2 separate regions of the Zea mays genome follow, and region 2 is linked to region 1. The links are chromatin contacts, called in public Hi-C maps. All regions are on one chromosome and are shown on one strand. Each heading gives the region's core, a stretch centred on a gene start, on an enhancer-like site or on the middle of the called end of the contact. The rest is flanking DNA. Distances are from core to core; before and after follow the strand shown. Region 1 holds the start of LOC109623449. Region 2 holds the start of LOC103638770.

Region 1 (4,831 bases), core at 699-3,198:
GATAGATCCAAAAAATTATAGGAGTTGAATTCATGCAGTTTCTATTTTTATACAGATCCAAAAATTATGGCAGATCGTGGGAGTTTCAATTGCATGCGAGCAAATTTTGGACGATATTTTCGTTTCCACTGCACACATGCAAAAAATAAAATGACATGATTCACGTGAGCATAAATTATTATACAAAGTCGTATAAATACATACACCGTGTAACATAATTGATAAAAAACATAATATCGGTTCCACCAACAGGCCCTCCGAAATTAGGTACAATTTTATGGTAGACGTAAAAATCATATCCATCATCGTAAAAATCATCACTGGAATGCATAAATAGTGTAAGTAGCAGGCATAAAACATAACCATCGATGGCATAAACAAGGATCAGATAGTTCATTACTGGAGGACGATCCCAAGTCTGCCAGATCAAAGGACGCCTCTCAAGACATCAGATCTATCGAAGGTGCTCGTTGGAGGAGGACGCCCTCCGATGCTCCTCATCGGAAGAGATCGTTGTCTTCAGATGCCACACGGACGGTCATCGCATCCATCATCGCTCGCTCCTCGAAAGGTCGTCGCAACCGCCACCGATCGGGCCTCGGAAAGTCGCGGTCGCCGCCACCGCTCGCGCCTCAGGCAGTCACGGCCGCCGCTCGCCGATGTCGCTTGGGAGCGCCGATGTCGCTTGGGACCGCCGCTCACGTCTCGCGCCGCAGGAAGTCGTCGTCGACGTCCGGCCGTCGCTCGCCACCACTCGCACCTCACGCGGTTACAACCACCTCCAAACCCCTAAACCCTAATCCCTATAGGTCTGGATCTTTTTATAAACACCCGAACCTAGTTCGGCTCAACCGGATGTCACGTATGACTTAGGTTTACATTAGATATTGAAAGTTCTAGGCTTATATTATATAAACTATATATATCATCTAAGGCCAAGCTTCATTTAGACTCAACCAATCAGCCAAACGCCTCACCAAGCGAACCAATCAGCCCACAAAATTATATTTTTGAATTTGAAACCGAAATCCATAAAAAACGGACCGAAATTCGCATCTCGTTCTGCAGCAAAAACAGAAAAGTTCACAGAAATTCGGGAAATCTTTAATCTTCACCGAAATTCGGTGATTTCCCGGCGAGAAACGAATCCGTCTGTGGCCTCGTCGTGCTTGAATCCTTCCTTGGTCGACGTGACCTCGCACCATCCACTGACCGGCGGTCCACACGTGATGACCCTGCTGAGCAGCAAAATTCAACGCCCAACCTACAACCTGTCGCACTTCATTCCCTTCCATGTTATTTTAATTCGAGGGAGCGCTCTCCGCGGTTGCCACGCGCCCACGCCACGCGGTGCACTTCATTCCTGTGGACACAGACAGACACATGCACATCGCTCCGCTGTGTTTCGAAACGGCGTGAGAGTACCTCCAGCTGTCCCTATTCCAATATTCAAGATCTCCAGCGGTTCGTGATATCTCGTTTATCTCACGAGCCGGTTCGTTAACAAACCGATCTAGCTCGTTAACCAACCAAAATAGATTTATAACTCAGCTCATAAAAAATTTAAACAAGTCGATCCAAATCGAACTGAACTGATCACGAACCAAAGCCATAAACATTTAGTCCGGCGCGCAGGCGGCGCTTCTCCGCAACCTTTTCCTCTGTTCTATAGTACTACAACTATAGACGCACGCGCGTACAACAATGAACGTTTTTCTCTCCTTGTGCTCCCACAAGTCGCAGAAGGTAACGTCACCCGTTACGAGAGTGAGTGCCCGCGGCCGGCAGCCGCCGCCGCCGTGCCTGTGCGTGCGGTTGCGCTCGGCCATTGAGAAAGCGAAGGGCGAACGAAGGCGCGGGGCAGCTCCGCAGGCCGCAGCTGAGGGGGAGGGGATCCGCGACGTGGACATGCTGCTCGGGCCTCGGTGGTCACTCGAACTGGATCGCTGTGTCCACCTCTGATCTCTTCATCCTCGGGTCGGGACTCCTCTGTCTCCTTGCCCTGTCCCCAAACAACCTCTGAATAAAGGGTAACTACCATTACGCCATTCGCATAAAAAAAACTGAGCCTGCCCGCCCGCCCGCGCGCTCCGCTCCGTGAACTATATCTATCTATCACCTGCTGCTCCAAGGAGGCGGACAGAGGCAGGCAGGAAGGCACTCACTTCTCCAGGAGCCCGGAGTCGGCAGCAAGAGAGAATGGCCGCCGACGCCGCCGCCGCCGCCACCCTTCGTACTGCTCTCTCCCAAGGTGCGCCCACACACCCGCTTCGCCATCCCCACCGCCGACTCCTTGGCTTGTTTTCTCCGACTCCGATCCTACCTACCTAGCTAGTTATTATAGCCTTATAGCTTGTCGACCTCATAAATCTCTCCACGTAGTTCTTTGGATGGGTCGTCCGTCGTCGTCGCTAAGATAGGAATAGGAGGATTAAGAACCTCTCCGCTCGGTCAGGTTGAGCTTGGCAGGCTAGAACTAGAAGCTTGTGCCCTCGCAATTTTTTATTTTTTTAGCTTTCTTTCTGCCAGCGCAGATCTCCAGGGACTATAGTACGTTATCGTTTTGGTTTTGGAGGCTGGTTGTTGACCATTACCCGTCCCAGCAACCAGTGTACCATATCTAGCTGTTCAACGCATCTGACTCCGAGGCCGACTACATCGGTTCAGCTGAAGTTTACCCTGAATACCGTTTTATTCTGTAGATTGTATTATTCGCAGAATAAAGTTTAAATATAGATATAGATATAGATATAGATATGGATAAGCTACTGAAGATAGTCTGACTATAACATTTTAGTACTAGTTCTTCGAAAAACAAAGTATTGTCTGTTTCTTCGGATAGTTGGGGAGTATCGGATATAACACGAAGGTCAGGAACCATGGATGCACCCATGATTGCATAAAAGTTCTTTTTTTTACGGTTTCAGAAGCATGTTTAGGTTCTTTCACCTCTGGGTTGGAGTATGACGGCTTCAAATGCTACACCAAAGTCGCGGAGGGGACCATTTTTTAGTTCCTGATCGGGTATAGTTGGATACTTCATGAATAAGTGGTTGGGTCGTAGCTAGGCCAGGCATTGAAAGCTGGCCGACATGTTTTTGAGAATTATTATATTCAAAATGGACCGGGTTGAATCTCACACATGTTTGGGAGCTAAAGGTGAGTATATGGCTGAGTTGGGCTATGGAAGGGCATTATCAGTGGCGGAGCGCTCGGTATGCCGAGCTATGATGCTCGCCATACCTTACTCCATCCTCCATCGTGAGGAACCGGTGCTTCAGGCTCAGACAGTAGTGGACAGAGAACACCAAGGTCGAGAGTGAGATGGCAAGGCGAAGCTGTCGATGAAGCGCGTCTCCTCACTCTTCCATGGCGTCGTCCGCTGACCTCCTCTTCATGCCCTTCTAGTGCGAGCACTCGTCGATTTACTGCCTTAGTGCCTTGCACTCAAGGCCTTTATGTCCAACTCACCCCACCTCCCATCCGATGTCTCACTCTTCATATCCTTGCCACAGACGCGCCACAAGTCTCCATCGACAGTTCTGCACTCACACTGCTCTATAGCCTAGACCCATAGCGCTCATGCCTCGCGCCCCACCCTACCTCAAAGTCGTGCGCAGCTCCGCAACCCTACACGACGACGCCTGCATTACCTGGCATCTACAGTTCTCCACTGCCATACCTTGCTTTTCATTTCCATACCTCGCTTTTCATTTGTGCTCCGTCACTGGTCTGTCTGATTTGATGACTACATTTAGACTTGTTTGGATCCTTATTTGAAGTAATTTTTTTAGATAATACTCCATCCATCCTAAAATAAAAATTCGTTTTTACCTTTTTAGTTGATTTATACGATAATTAATATATTTGTTTTACTCTCTAGATTCATTATCATCCATTTAAACATAGATATAAAAATAAAAAAACTAAAATGATTAATATTTTGAGACGGACCGATTGTTCCGGCTTCAACCCCATCGAAGACAAGGTATCAGTCGCAAATTATTGGAGAGAAATATCCGTGGTTATAAATTCACTCGCAAAAGCTATAGGACATTATGACAGAGTTTGGCATCATTGACCAATCCTAAAAAAACGATGACCGTCAATAGGAGTCAAAAAAAATTGCATAGCTACTGTCCTACTGACTCCAAGTTTTGGCAAGCTAAAATCTGCATCTCCTGTTGACCAATAAGTCACTGCAATCGTGCCCAGAGCCTTAGCCACTATGTCCCCTGAATACAACCTGCATGAAAGTTTTTAGTCGACATTTCTAAAAAATAATGTAATTTCTTGATAGCAGTACGGCCCAACATAACGTAGAAGCACCTATCAACAACTTTAGCATATTATATCGCTCTGCTAGCACACTTTAATGGTTACAATACATCATTTAAATTCTTTGGCAGTTGAGTTCCAAATGTAAAAAACACGCCAAAGAAATCTTACAAAATAACATTAAAAAATATGTGTTGAATGGTTTCCACGTGGCGAAAAACAACATATTTTTACCATCAAGTCAATTCCTTCTCGCTAGGTTATCCACTGTGAGGACAACAGTTTTAAAATACCACATAAATATTTTATTCTTTAGAGCTAGTTTAGAAATTTAAATCCACTCGCTACCAGACACAGCTGCTTTGCCGAATGTTTCAGGACTCAGGAAAAGACACTTGGCAAAGAAGTTAGTTTGTTGCATAGCTAACGGTTGTCAACTATAGACGACTACTAACGGCAGTTTACCCCTTGTTTCGTCGAGAGCTTGACGATCGGCAAAGAAGCCTTTGCCGAGAGTCATTCTATGACGAGCGCTTGGCTCTCAACAAATGGG
Region 2 (4,831 bases), core at 1,383-3,882, 540 kb after region 1:
TAGTCTTGGTATTTAGGATCAGACAAGTCTTGAGTCCGAATTGAATCCTGCAGGCAGACGTATACGCAATTGAACGAGAGACAATTACAGTCGGCTCCTACTTGTATGCTTGATTGAGACCGACCTGGTGTAGTTTTGTGTGCCAGACTGTCAGGAGAGAAGTAGTGTCGTCGAATTCCCCACATTTTCCTTTGAACTTAAGTTTTTTTTTGGTTCAAACAAATCGAGCAAATACTGTTGCACGTGCGATGTGATATGAGTGCAATGCAATGGTTTGCTGCATCCTTAATAGCAAGAAAAACTACAGGTTAGCTGGTTAGGTGGTGTTAGAACTAAATGGTGTTAGAACTAAATACTGTTGCAATCGATCACCTCAACAAAGATACCAAATGTACACCACCCGTGGCCTAGCTCAACTATATATCTTCAAGGAAATGGACTACAGCGGGGAGAGGTATCGCTGTGGACCCATTCAATTTGGCTGCACACGTACCAACGCACCCAGATTAAAAGTGCGAATTTAAGTGCAATATTTGAGACATATCCGTAGAATGCCATATCCACAGAAAATAATAATCAGCAACAACAACAAGAAGAAGAATAGACTTACCATGCAAGTTTTCCCCACCATATCACTCTCGAGAATTTCTTGCGATATCCAAAAATTTCTCGAGAGAATAAACCAGCTCAATTCTTGTCGAGAGAGAAAGAGTTGGCAACCGGGGCCAAAAATGTGATCGCGTCAAACTGCCGCGCGCCCCTTTTTGCTCGATCGATCGATCGATCGAGTGTGTCTTGATTAGTTAATTAGTTCGTAGCTAATATATATGGCTTTTGTGCTATGAGAAAGACATCTTGCCAGCAGCAGCACTTATTAATGTAGTATCAAAATAGCCTTTGTGCTATATATGAGAAGGAGTGGCATGCCGTAGAATGTTTTTTTCCCTTAATTAATTAGGACCCGATGCGTGTGCTTGATTAGGCTAGCTAGAGCTTGGCAGGCAGGCAATCCGCTCTCTAGTTGCCTCCACAATTCCCTTCTCCGCTTCCGCGGTAGGATTCGTCTGCTTTCCGATCCGCCCCCCTTGTTGCTTGGTGGTGGCTAGTGGTGGCGCTGGCCCGTACCCAGCCTCAGACAAAAAATGCGGCCACTATAGCTCTCGTAGAGAGAGAAAGAGAGAGAGGGAGAGGGGAACAAAAAAACAAGAAGAAGAAGAAGAAGAAATAGATGAGTAAACAGAAGAGGAACCTTGCATCCGAGGGAGCAGAAGCGGAAGGAGTCCGGGAGGCTCCGGCAGCAGATCTGGCAGGTGTTGGTGACGCCCTTGCCGGGCCTGGCCTGCGGGCGGCCGTTGAGGAACACGATCTTGGCGCTGTTGATCACGTACGTCTGCACGTGGGAGATGTCGATCAGCTTCCCCACCTCCGACACCCGGATCACGTTGTGGTACGACGACCGACGTATCTGCATGCCAGCATGCGCCGACTAGAACTATTATATACATGCCAAGCCAAGAATGAAGAAGGCAATCAATCGCTCGCCGCCGCGCTGACCTGGACGACGTGGTGGTCTCGGTGCGCCGGCAGGCAGTAGGCGCAGAGGGCGTCGCCCGTGCAGCAGCCGAGGCAGAAGAGGTTGCACTCGTTCTTGCTCAGCTCCGGGTGCAGCCGGCACGGCACGAAGAAGCTCGTGCCCAGCAGCGGCCGCAGCCACGCCGGGCCCAGGTCCTCCTCCGACCGCACCGCCGGGCTCCTCGGGCTCGCCACGCTCACCATCACCTGCCGCACGCACGTACCATACCACCGAATTATAATCCATCAGTCACCAATCACACACCATCATATCATGCGCCGTCTCCTCCAAATCAAGCATCGATTGCAAAGGCGATCGACGACGTACACCAAGAGAATTCTGCTTTACCATTTGTACAGCAGGTTCCTCCAGAGCTACAGCAGCAGCTGACATATATATATATTTCCCTCAGTCGTCTTTGCACCGACGACGACGACTCAGCCCCGCCCTGCAGACCAGGCTGCACAAGGCATCCTCGCTCCAAGGGGAGACTGAACTGAAGAGAGACGAAGCAAGGAGGAAGCAGGAAGACGAATGCACCAAGCTGATGTGTGATGGAATCGAAGCAACAGGAGGAGGAGGGGGGCCCCGGCCAGCCCGAGCGGTTAATAGCAGCAGCAGCAGTAGTATCAACCGATTTACTATTTATCTACCGTCCCAACAGCCGGCCGTTGCCTGCTTCAATCACAGGGCAGCAGGACGCAGGAGGCCAGAGCGGGACGGGGGAGAAAGGAAGGAAAGGAAGGAAGAAGACTAGAAGAGTTGAGCGGCCGGAACCGGAACCCGATCGATAAGGGAGGAGAGGACGACGACGGCTGCGCACGGGGAGGTGGTGAGGCCAGCGAGTGGACGGATGATTCGCCGCCTCGGTCGATCGATCGGGGCCTTCTGGAAATCCAAGAATTTTCTCGGCGGCGTCGTCGTCGTCGTTGTCCCAAAGTATATATCGCGCCGCGCAGCACTCAGAGCTAGCTAGCTAGCAGGGCCGTAGCGAAAGCGAAAATTATTATTGTTATTTTATATGTACACGTATATAGCGATATTATATATATATATATATAAATATCTCCTCGCTCCCCTCTTTTTCCTTGACACAGCGCGGAGAGAGAGATGGGATGGGAAGAAAGAAAAATGCGGACGGAACGGAACGGAACGGTGGCCGCCGATGCGACGCGATGCAAGGCGGTTTGGCTCGCTCGCGCCGGAGACGTGTCGACGGCTCCTTCCTGCGACAGCAGCTAGAAGCTCCAGAAAAAAAAAAAAGAAGGAAATATCCTTTGCTAGCTCCACGCCCGCCCGCCCGCCCATCCTTTGACGTAATTGCTGAAATTCTCCATCCGACGATTCCATTTCGTTTCGTCATAAATGAATGAAACTATTCCCCAGCGACCAGACACACACAAATTCAAAAATCCTTGTTGTATATGTACACAGAAAAAGGAATATACATATAATGAAACGGAGGAGAAAAAAAAAAGGAAGAGAAGAGAGGATTCCCACGCCGAGCAATACAGACCGCGCGTCCGATAGAGACTGTATCTTGTGCTTTTTTCCCCCTTTGTCACGGACATGCGTTCGGATAATCTCTTGCGGTTTATTTATTAATCTCCACGATAATGACACCGTCTGCGCGCTTGCGCAACACCACCGCCTTGGGCCCCAAGTACCGTCCCGTTCGTCAAGTGGATGGACGGATGGATGTGTGGTAATAAATAACCGTGCCGATTTGGCTAAGCTATATTTCTTACACGTACTACTACTCGGCACAGGTGTACCGTCACGTACAGGGTAACGTGATTAGGACTATAGTCTATACGCCATGACGGCTGTATGGCCCTGTTTGGCACAGCTTATTTTCAGCTTCTTTACAAATTTAAGCCGAAGTTCTGCCAAACAGACAGCTTCTGTAGCAGCTTATCAGTTCAGCTGCTTCTCAAAATGAACTAAAAGCAGTCAACAAGCAGAAGCTGCTTTTTACCAGCTTATCAGATAAGCTGTTTTTTCAACAAGCAGCAGCTGTACCAAACAGTGCCTATATGGCTCACACCGTTCCGATTTCCGCAGCATGTTTATGTCATGATAGCTATTCTATTCAAAGGGGGAGAAAAAAAATCTTTGGCTCACACCGTTCTGATTTTAGATCAATTAGAATTTACTTTTTAAATTGCAGATATAAACTTATCTCAAATTTATAGAGTGGAATATGAAAAAAATTAATTTTATTTATCAGCGGAATACGTTTCTACTCTACAAATTATAAGACATATTTCGGTTCACTCTTATATCTATAATAAATGTAGCACAGCAATATCTCCCACGTATTGCTAATAATAAAAAAATATTCAAACGCGCGCGACGTGTTAAGGATGATGCACAATTCTATATGGCCCGAATTGCTGTTTTTTTTGTGTGTGTTATATTATCGATTGTACGGGTTTTTTTTCCACGGCCAGAGCTGATTTGGTGGATATGAATCACGAGGGGATCCATGTGCGAGGAATCTCCTTTCTAATCGTGATCCATATCCACCAAATTAACCATCACGCTGTGCCAATTTCCACAACATGTTTATGTCATGTTACTAGCGATGCACATTATTTGTACATGCTCCAAGATGCATTCACAAGAATTTCAGCTTCTTCCTTATTTTTTTCTTGTGACGATTTTTCTTTTTTTTTCTTTTCTGGCATGAGAATTTGCGTTGTAGCCGGCCTTGTGCCATTCTGTAGTCGAATATGTACCAATCTGTACCGTAGATATATAAACGCAGACCACCCTGTTGAAGATGGGTCGGTAGCCCCTGCGGTGGGCAGACGTGGTGGAGGAGGGGGAGATCTCTCCGCCGTGCGCCCCCGCCTCGTACCGGGGCGCCCTGCTTTGCGCTCCTGCCAAGAACGACCGGGGGGCCGGGACTTCCGCGGCGCAGAGTCGCTCCTCATCTCCAGCTGCGGCGCCTAGGCTACGCTCCATCGTCGTCCGTCCTCGTGAGCCGACCCGGTCGCGCTCCGCTGCGCGCCGCGAGATGCGTCGTCCAAGCGCGGCTGCTCCACGTGGGCACCGTCGCCGCGGCCGTGTCTCCCCTCCTGACCACGATGGTTGGCGGCGCGTGCTGCCACAGCAGCGTTGTTCTCCTCCAGCGTGGCCTGGCGGCTCCTCCGCCGCGGTCCGTTCGGCGCGCCCGCCCGCGTGCCTCGAGGGTAAGTGCCTGAACTGCCTTTCCTCCTCCCACCGCGTCGCCACCTGCCGACTTCCGCCTCG

Evidence for each region. A called contact is a pair of places that touch in the nucleus more often than the background predicts.
Region 2: a contact with region 1 is called in a Hi-C map of bundle sheath, with 6 times the contacts expected there. The contact joins the promoter of LOC103638770 here to the promoter of LOC109623449 in region 1. A contact is called at or near these places in 2 of 25 Hi-C or Micro-C datasets (bundle sheath and ear).

What each region holds. Positions count from the first base shown.
Region 1 is chr9:103,786,023-103,790,853 of Zm-B73-REFERENCE-NAM-5.0, forward strand. It overlaps LOC109623449, which reads left to right and starts at 1,949. Exons shown (of 7, transcript NM_001348467.1): 1 at 1,949-2,251.
Region 2 is chr9:104,320,560-104,325,390 of Zm-B73-REFERENCE-NAM-5.0, forward strand. It overlaps LOC103638770, which reads right to left and starts at 2,633. Exons shown (of 4, transcript XM_020544073.3): 1 at 1,922-2,633; 2 at 1,555-1,779; 3 at 1,250-1,465. The coding sequence starts at 1,966.